Linked DNA regions of Sus scrofa: region 2 is linked to region 1. A link is a contact called in public HiChIP or PLAC-seq data. All regions are on one chromosome and are shown on one strand. The core of a region is the stretch at or near the end of the contact, and the rest is flanking DNA. Distances in the headings are between cores, read along the strand shown.

What was found. HiChIP or PLAC-seq counts read pairs in DNA pulled down with a chosen protein or histone mark.
Region 2: an H3K27ac HiChIP or PLAC-seq map of alveolar macrophages shows a contact between it and region 1. The contact joins the promoter of CRIPT here to the promoter of MSH2 in region 1. A contact is called at or near these places in 2 of 47 Hi-C or Micro-C datasets (embryonic fibroblasts and subcutaneous adipose tissue) and 1 of 2 datasets of contacts at active chromatin or transcription factors (alveolar macrophages).

What each region holds. Positions count from the first base shown.
Region 1 is chr3:93,161,382-93,165,620 of Sscrofa11.1, forward strand. It overlaps MSH2 (mutS homolog 2), which reads right to left and starts at 2,175. Exons shown (of 16, transcript NM_001195357.1): 1 at 1,931-2,175. The coding sequence starts at 2,141.
Region 2 is chr3:93,924,187-93,928,425 of Sscrofa11.1, forward strand. It overlaps CRIPT (cysteine-rich PDZ-binding protein), which reads right to left and starts at 1,730. Exons shown (of 6, transcript XR_002342732.1): 1 at 1,581-1,730. PIGF (phosphatidylinositol-glycan biosynthesis class F protein) reads left to right here and starts at 1,700. Exons shown (of 6, transcript XM_003125167.6): 1 at 1,700-1,928; 2 at 3,951-4,199. The coding sequence starts at 3,972. It also overlaps a transcript of SOCS5 not described here.

The DNA of each region.
Region 1 (4,239 bases), core at 925-3,424:
GAAATAGCAAAAAGACAAAAAAAAAAAAAAAAAAAGAGTAGGTACAGGAAATTAAAAGCATATGTTCAAGAAATAACCAAAATGTTCATAAACCAATGAATAAACAAAATATGGTATGTCCATACAATAGAATATTATTTGGCAATAAAAAGAAATGAAGTACTGATTAACACATATGAACCTTGAAAATATTAAGAGTCCCCATTGTAGCTCATCGGTAACAAACCCGATTAGTGTCCAAGAGGACGAGGGTTCAATCCTGGTGCTGCCATGAACCGCGGTGTAGGTCACAAACAAGGCCTGGACCCTGTGTCACTGTGGCTGTGGTATAGGTCAGCAGCTGCAGCTCCAATATGACCCCTAGCCAGGGAACTTCCACAAGTCACAAGAGCAGCCCTTAAAAAAAAAAAAAAAAAAAAAACACAAAAATAAAAACGAAAAAATTAAGTGAAAGAAGTCATTCACAAAAGACCAATATTATAAGCAAATCTAGAGACAGAAAGCAGATTAGTGGTTGCCTGGGTTTAGAAGACAGGTGGAAAAGGGGAATTGACTGCCAATGGATACAGGGTTTCCTTCAGGACTCAAATGAAATTTAGCCTTCATATAATGCCTTTTTTTTTTTTTCTTTTGGCTTTTCTGGCCGCACCCTTGGCATATGGAAGTCCAAAGGCGAGGGGTGTAATGGGAACTACCGCTGCCGGCCGACGCCACAGCCACGCCAGATCCAAGCCACGTCTGCGACCTAGACCACAGTTCACAACACCAGATACTTAAACCGCTGAGCGAGGCCAGGGAACCAAACCTGGATCCTCACGGATACTAATGGGATTCGTTTCCCACTGCACCACAACAGGAACTCCCGCAGTTCCCGTCATGCCCAGTCATGGGCAATCCTGCCTCTATGCCTCTTCAGCAACTTGCTGTGGATCATCCTCCACAGTTCTTGACCTGGAATTGGAATTATTTCTGCCTTGCTCTCCACTAGGGGGAGCTCTGTGAAGGCGGGGATATGGTACTGCCTTTCCATCTAGGTACCCCTGGTGTCCATAACCCTGCCTGATACCGGCAGCACTCAATGAATGTCTACCTAATGAAAGAACATCTTTTGTCAGTAACATCCCATCTGCATGTGGCAGAGGCAGTACTATGTCTTATTCCTCCTAGAATGTTCATTCCATTATCACAACGCAGGCAGGGGAAAAAAAAGATTAACAAAAACATCGAGAACATCTAACTCACAGAGGCTGAGAAGTTTGTAGCTTTCCAGGGAGAGAGATGTTAGAAACATAAGGACGGGTCATGGAAGGCACTGAATGCCGAGAGGAAGCACAGACATACTGGACTAGCCCGAGGCCACACAGCTAGTAAGTGGAGGGGCCGCAACTTGACTCTAGGCAATCTGGCTCCAGGGTCCGAGGTCCTGACCACCTGGCGATACCGCCTATCAACAGCAGACACTACAGAACCCTGCGCTGAAGGGCGGTATAAACCACATTCGCCCAACAAGCAAAATCACGTTGGTGACATAAAACGGTCTTCCCAAACCCCTTCTATTCTAAATCTCACTCCTGGAATGGAATTTGTGATAAAGAGGTTTGGCGGCGGTGTGCGATGAGATTCCCCTGGGCCAAGGAGGGGCCCGGGCCGAGAAGCAGACACCCACGCCAGCTGCAGGAAAATTAAATAGAACAATGTGTTAAAACGCCTCGAAGCCTGGCAACCTAGTGATTGTTATAGTTCCCATTCAGGACAGCTGCAGAGGGGCAGACCCAGGGCAGACGGTGGGTGGCGCCCCACTCGACCAGGAGCAAGCGCAGTGCCCCACGAAGCGCCAAAGTCCCCGCCCCAGTGCCTCCCCACCTCCCACTTCCTGAAAGAAGCCCCCTCCGCGGGGTTCCCCCAGAGCCCATGCGGTCCGCGCCCTCACCTGCCGGCCCCATGAACTTGACCACCCCCTGGGTCTTGAACACCTCCCGGGCAGCTAGGAGTGCGTCCTCGCCGTGCGCGGTGTAGAAGTCGCCCCGGTCGAAAAGGCGCACCGTGGTGGTCGGCTTCTCAGGCATGCCCTGGAAGAAGCGCACGAAGCCGATCTCGGCTGCGCTCTCCAGCTGCAGTGTCTCCTTCGGCTGCACCGCCATTTCGGAATCTCTCTGCCAACAGCCTGAGGGAACTGCACGACCCCGCACCCACTAAGCTGTTTCCCGCCTCCCCTCCCTCGCCCCCCGTGCGGCGTCCAGCCTCTGCGGAGGTACCCAATCAGCATTCAGCGCTGTATTTCGGTGGGTGGGAGTGCGCCGTGACAGCCAATCATAATCGGACGCGGCCCAGCTTCCCGCGCACGCTGGTGACTCTGTCTACTGCGCATGCTTGAGCCTAGGTCGAGCGCCGACCCTGCCAGAAGCCCATCCTTTAAAGAGTTCAGTTCTCCGGGTTTTCTCCGTGCTTGAGCAAGGAACCAGGTGGAGAGATAACTAGATTAGAAGACCAGGTGGGACATTCTGGCAGGTTTTGAATATATTATCTGCCCCGGAAGCAAGAGCATGAAATCAGAAAGAAACTTGAAAACAAGGAAAACCTAGCCTTCCACTCTATCGGTATTTTTTTTAGACCTGTGCCCCTCTCTCCAATCGCGTCCCTTTTCCTTTTCAGGCAAAACTGCCTACATCAATATTAGAGGTTTCTTCTCCACAACCTCCCTACTGCTCCGTACTAGCCTAATTCTCATGTCGTCCGTTCCTTAATTGATTCATTCAATCAAAAACTTAAGACCTACTGTGTTCCAGACTTCTAGGATCTGAGGAAAGAAAAAAGCCACTGCCTTAGTTGAGCTTATATTCTAATGAATGGATTCAGATAATACACTAAGTAAACTTGCAGCAAGTAAACTGTTAGAAGATAACGTGTTTAGGTGAAAAATAAAAATGGATCAGTGTTTTTTGTTGTTGTTCTTTGTTTTTTAATGTTGAACAAAGACTTGGAGATCAGAATATGTCCTGCATAGTAAGCTGCCTTACAAAAGCTATTGCACTCTCCTGTTTGGCTCACCATCCACCCAGAAAAGCAGTCCCCAAACCCTGATTCAGCAGCACAATTACCCTGGGGGCTTTTCAGAGGCGTTCTGGGGCCCCGCCCACATATAATGGGTTGGAATTTTGGAAGATGGGGTCTTGAGATGTTTCAAGAAAGCTCCCTGGACGCTCTGGACCACTGGCCTGTTAAAATTCAAATAGCTTCAGAAGTAGAGGAAGTTTGAACCATTTGACTGCTGACTATATTTCCCACTCCCTGCAGTGCCCCCTGTTCTTACCCCAACTCTTTGATCTGGAGCAATCATCTTCCTTCCCTTTCAACACATGTGGCTCCAACACAGACTTGTCCCTCTGCTCTGGAAGGGCCCTGCCCTGCAGTCCCCCAGGTGTAATTGGTTCTGTTACCTTCTGGAGTACCATTGTAGTTACATCTCTATTATAATATTTGCAGCATTGGTTTAGACATATCTGTTCGCCTATCTCTCTTACTAAACACCTGGAAAGAGCATAGATGAGTATGTTCATTTATATTAATGGCTAATGTTCGTTAGCACTTATTGACTATTTTTACATGTGCTTACTGTTTTATTAATCTGCACAACTCTAAATGTTGGGAGCTATTGTTACTCTTATTTTACAATGAGGAAATTGAAACCTGGAGATGTGAAGTGGCTTGCCCAAGGTCACAGAGCTAATGGTAAGTGATAGAGCTAGAGTTCCAGACTCTGTAAGCTTAACCATCTGTGCACCAGAGGGCCTGGCACGTATTAGGTGCACAGGAAATGTTTGTAAATGAATGAGTTCTGCATCAAAATAACCACTTTTTTTTTTTTTTTTGGTCTCTCCGCAGTATATGGAGTTCCCCAGCTAGGGGTCAGATCTGATCTGCAGTTGCGACCTACACTACAGCTGTGGCAATGCCAGCTCTTAACCCACTGTGCCAGGCTGGGGATTGAACCTGAATCGAAGTGCTCCAGAGGAGATGTCACCAATCCAGTTGCGCCACAGTGGGAACTCCACAATAACCACTTCTATGTAATAACGTGGCCTTGAGTGTCAGTGCATCTGTCCCCTTTCCTGTTTCACATGCCTGTTTGTTTTTCTTTTTGCTCCATTTCTGGTGATGGTTCAGGGGAAATACCTTCACAAAGGGAAATTTATGCCCTCCTTTTAGGCAGAGGCAAGAGAGCTTTTTCTCCATCTGTTG
Region 2 (4,239 bases), core at 480-2,979, 760 kb after region 1:
TAGATTTCAAGGAGTTTACATCATACTGATTTATCTCTAACAACAGTTCTTAACCTGAGTTTTCACATGTGGACCTTAGGAAATACATGAACAAGATGAAACTGAACACAAACCTCTGTATATCCATTTTTTTTTTAATAGACTCTGTTAAGTCCACAGCTTTTGTCACATTCTCAAAGGGCTCCGAGAACAACAACAAAAGTTTAGCATTATTCAACTGAAAGTAAACAGTATGTTAAGAGCTGAAGTACTAAGATACATTCCATGGAGGAAGAAATAACCTTGACTAGGGAAATCCAGGAAAGCTTTGTGAAGAAGGCAGTAGAGAGGGTTTGTGGTAATGAGACCATGAAGAAAAAGGAGAAAGGAGGATGAAGGTAAACTGGATAAAGGACACATCCTGATAAAAGGCGTGGAGAACTCGAGGTACATGCAGTCAGGCAAAATAGTTTGGCTTGGCTGAACTGTAAAGATGGTAAGGGTTAGTGAAAATAAAGTTAAAAAGGTAAGATGTGGCCTCATTGTAGAGGGTCATCCTGAATGCCAGTCTCCAGATACAGAAATCCCAAATTATTCTCTGCACCTTGAGAATGTATTAAAGTAACTGTCATGGTCATTCTTTCACCTAATCTGAAAACTGTGATTCAAATTCTGTGTTCAAAGCTATAAGGCTTTATATACTGTGGGGGGGGGGTAAACGAAATGGATCAAGTTAATTAGATGATAATCAAACTGACGATAATCAAATTAAGAGGACATGTTTAGACTCAGGAAAACGGGAATAAGACTGCTCTTTTTAAATACACAACCAGTTTGTGGGAGCAAAAATATCAAATCTCAGAGGGTGGTATTAGAATTACTGGACGGCAACTAGAAGAAGGAAAGACCTTTCTAAAAGCCAGTAAAATCAACACGGACTGCTTCCAAGGTGGTGAGATTCTCCTACACACCGGCCACCATTCCTCAATACTCTGGGTATTCGTTCAAGGACCATTTAAGCACTCACAGCATGTGGAAGTTCCTGGGCCAGGTATGGAACCCTGCGCCAAAAGTTAGATTTAAATTTCAAATAAACAATGAATACTTTTTCAGTAGACAATGTCCTAAAAGTAAGTGCCTTGCTTTACAGCAGTAAGGAGCAGCAAACAGAGCCAAATCTCAAATATTGCATAGGACGCACACTAAAAATTATTCTTGGTTTACCTGAAATTCAAATTTAACTGGGCGTCCAGTACTTTTATTTGCTAAACCTAGCAACTCCAGTTGCTGTGGAAGCGACTTTTAAGATCCATTTCAACCTGAAGCTCTGAAATGAGGGAGCCAGTCAAGAAGCTCAGGGGTTGAACGAAAACAATGGAAACAGACAAGGAGGTGCAAAACAGACAAGGAGACCACCCTGAATGCAACAAACGGAGGACTATACGGTCGATGGAGAGGCAGGAATGGTCAAAGGGCAGGACAGAACAGAGGCTAGAATCAGAGACTTGTGGCCAAAGTAAAAACAAAGGAATAAAGTCCCGGGGAACTCCAGTTAGGTTGTCCCAGCCTTCTTCTCCCGCAGAAGAGTTTCCTTAACTCACATTTTTCGCACACCATCCTTTCGCGACGATTCCCTCAGTCGCAGTAGGATCGGGAGCTGGAAACCATCAACACCACAGCTGAGAAAACACTCCCCTTCCGGGTTATGAAAGTCCACTTCCGGATCCTCCGCCCCGCCTATTCTACACCTGGAAAGCCGCGGGAGGAATAAAGGAGAGCGGGAAGGCGGGGCTTCCTTCTTGGCCCACCTCTCCACTTCTGCGATTGGTTGTGAGGCCTTCGGTCTCCGCCCTGCTGGCCTGCGCCTGCGCGAGACTCAGGGCGGCGAGTTGCACCTGATGGTGGGAGGTAGTAGCCCTCCCGTTCTCTTCCGCGAGCGGGAGAGTTAGGTAAGCCCAGCCGGACGCTCCCGGCGCACGAGCCTCCAGCGGCTGCAAGCCACCCCCGCCAATTGCCCAACTGATCGGAAATCTCTGCTACCAATAGGCCCTTGCCCGCGGGCCCCTCGAGCGCCGCCCTTCCGGCGTGACCCAGGGGCTGCCCCGATGAACTGGCTCTTTTTCAGTTCCGACTTTCTGTGTTTGTCCCGCCGTTTCTCTTGGTCTTTACGCCTGTGCTCTTTGATTATGCTTCTCAGCTTGTCCCTTTCTGCCCACAGTCGGCTGGGGCTTGGGCAGAGTCCGCAGCGACCCAGTTTGGGATGGGGCTGGAGATTACGGTCCCACGATTCCCGCGAAGGCGCCTCCAGGAGCCTTTCAGAATGGCCCTCTCTTCCGCTGCAAGGCTTGAGGATCTGGGCCAGGTCAGACCACGGGCACCTGGGCAATAGCTGCCCCAGGGGGCACCTGGCGGAAGTCCTCCTGAGCTCTCCAAGGCCTAATATAAGGCTGGTTTCTCAGGAAGGGCAACTCTGCACCTACTCTTCGTTCATTCACTCATTCACGCAGCATTAAGTTTGTGTATTGCTCACTGTCTTATGTACAAATCTGCTCCTGTCAATTGGGATTTTGAGGGTGGCCCAGAAGAAGATAGGACCGGTGAGAAAGATTTCCTTTCTCCTTTCTTGCCATTCATACCTCCTAGTATATATCTATATCATCAAAAAGGTTAGCTAGGGTTTGAAATGGCTTTAGCACTTGGGACCTTGGTAGCTTGCAATGTTTACTAATCTCTGCTAGTCTTTTTCCTTATCAGTAATGTATTTTCTTTTGAAAAATATAGTGTGAATAAATGAGAGTGTTAGGATAAGGCCTGGATTTGCCCTTTTACCCTTTTATATATACGCACACGTACACATATATGTGTGTGTATATATATGGGGTTTTATTCTGGACTAGTCACCACAGTGTGACACGTGGACTCCTTACTTAACATTAGTCAATACTACATATAAGCTCTCTGTTAGATAATTTGTAAATACATGCATACATAAAATAGATATATAGAGATGGGAGAGAGAGAAAGTAAAATTTTTTTTCCCTTTTCATGAAGCTCTTCTTTTCATTGGAATCTAGCGTCTGACATTGCCATTTTGGTATTTTGGGGCGCTGAGATCCCTTAGTTTAGCATGATGTTTTTTGAACGCTCTTGATGACATTGACCACCATTTGTGTATTTCAGTGTGCACCTGCTGTTTCTTGGTATTTGCTAGAAAATGTGAACAACTGTGTTGATAGACAATGGAACACAGTGATTAAAAAAGAATGCCAACAATTCAGCCAAAGTATACTATGGGGTTTCTAGAACACGTATCTTGTATTTCCAAAGGATCCAATCATTAACCCAGGCAGTTTGTTTTCACCTCTGATTTTGGCAAAAAAAAAGGAATTAAAAAAAAAAAAGAAAAGAATTCCGGAGTTCCCGTCTTGGCGCATCGAAAACGAATCTGACTAGGAACCATGAGGACACAGGTTTGATCCCTGGCCTCACTCGGTGGGTTAAGCATCTGGCGTTGCCATGAGCTGTGGTGTAGGTTGCACACACGGCTCAGATCTGGCATTGTTGTGGCTCTGGCATAGGCTGGCAGCTATGGCTCCCATTAGACCCTTAGCCTGGGAACCTCCATATGCTGTGGGTGCAGCCCTAAAAAGACAAAAGACAAAGCCAAAAAAAAAAAAAAAAAATTCCTTAATTAGTCCTAGCACATGACCGTTTTTTTTTTTTTTGCAGAAACTAGACACAAATACTTAAGAAATTAGTAAATTTGTCCTTTTTTAGGTTCTGAGAGCTGTTTGTACCATTTTACTCTACGTGCGTTTACACATGTGCATCTTCCTATATTCTAACACAAGACATTATTGCCCACAGAAAATTGACTTTGGTTCATGGCTTATTTTTAGACATTGGAACATTTAGGGCAATGGTAAAAGTCATTATTGCCTATGCTCTTTTCTTAATTTGTTTTTCATTAGATAGCCACTCAAGGAAACACCATGAAAGATACTGACATCAAGAGACTGCTGTATGCCCATCTTTTATGCATATTTTCAATTATCCTAAGCATCTTCATTCCATCATTCTTCTTGGAGAACTTCTCAATATTGGAAACGCACTTGACATGGTTGTGCATCTGTTCTGTTTTCGTAACTGCTGTCAATTTAATATTATATTTAGTAGTGAAATCAAATACATCATCTAAAAGAAGTTCATTATCATACAAGGTAAGGCTTATTTCTTGATAACTGATATTTAGATGTAGGT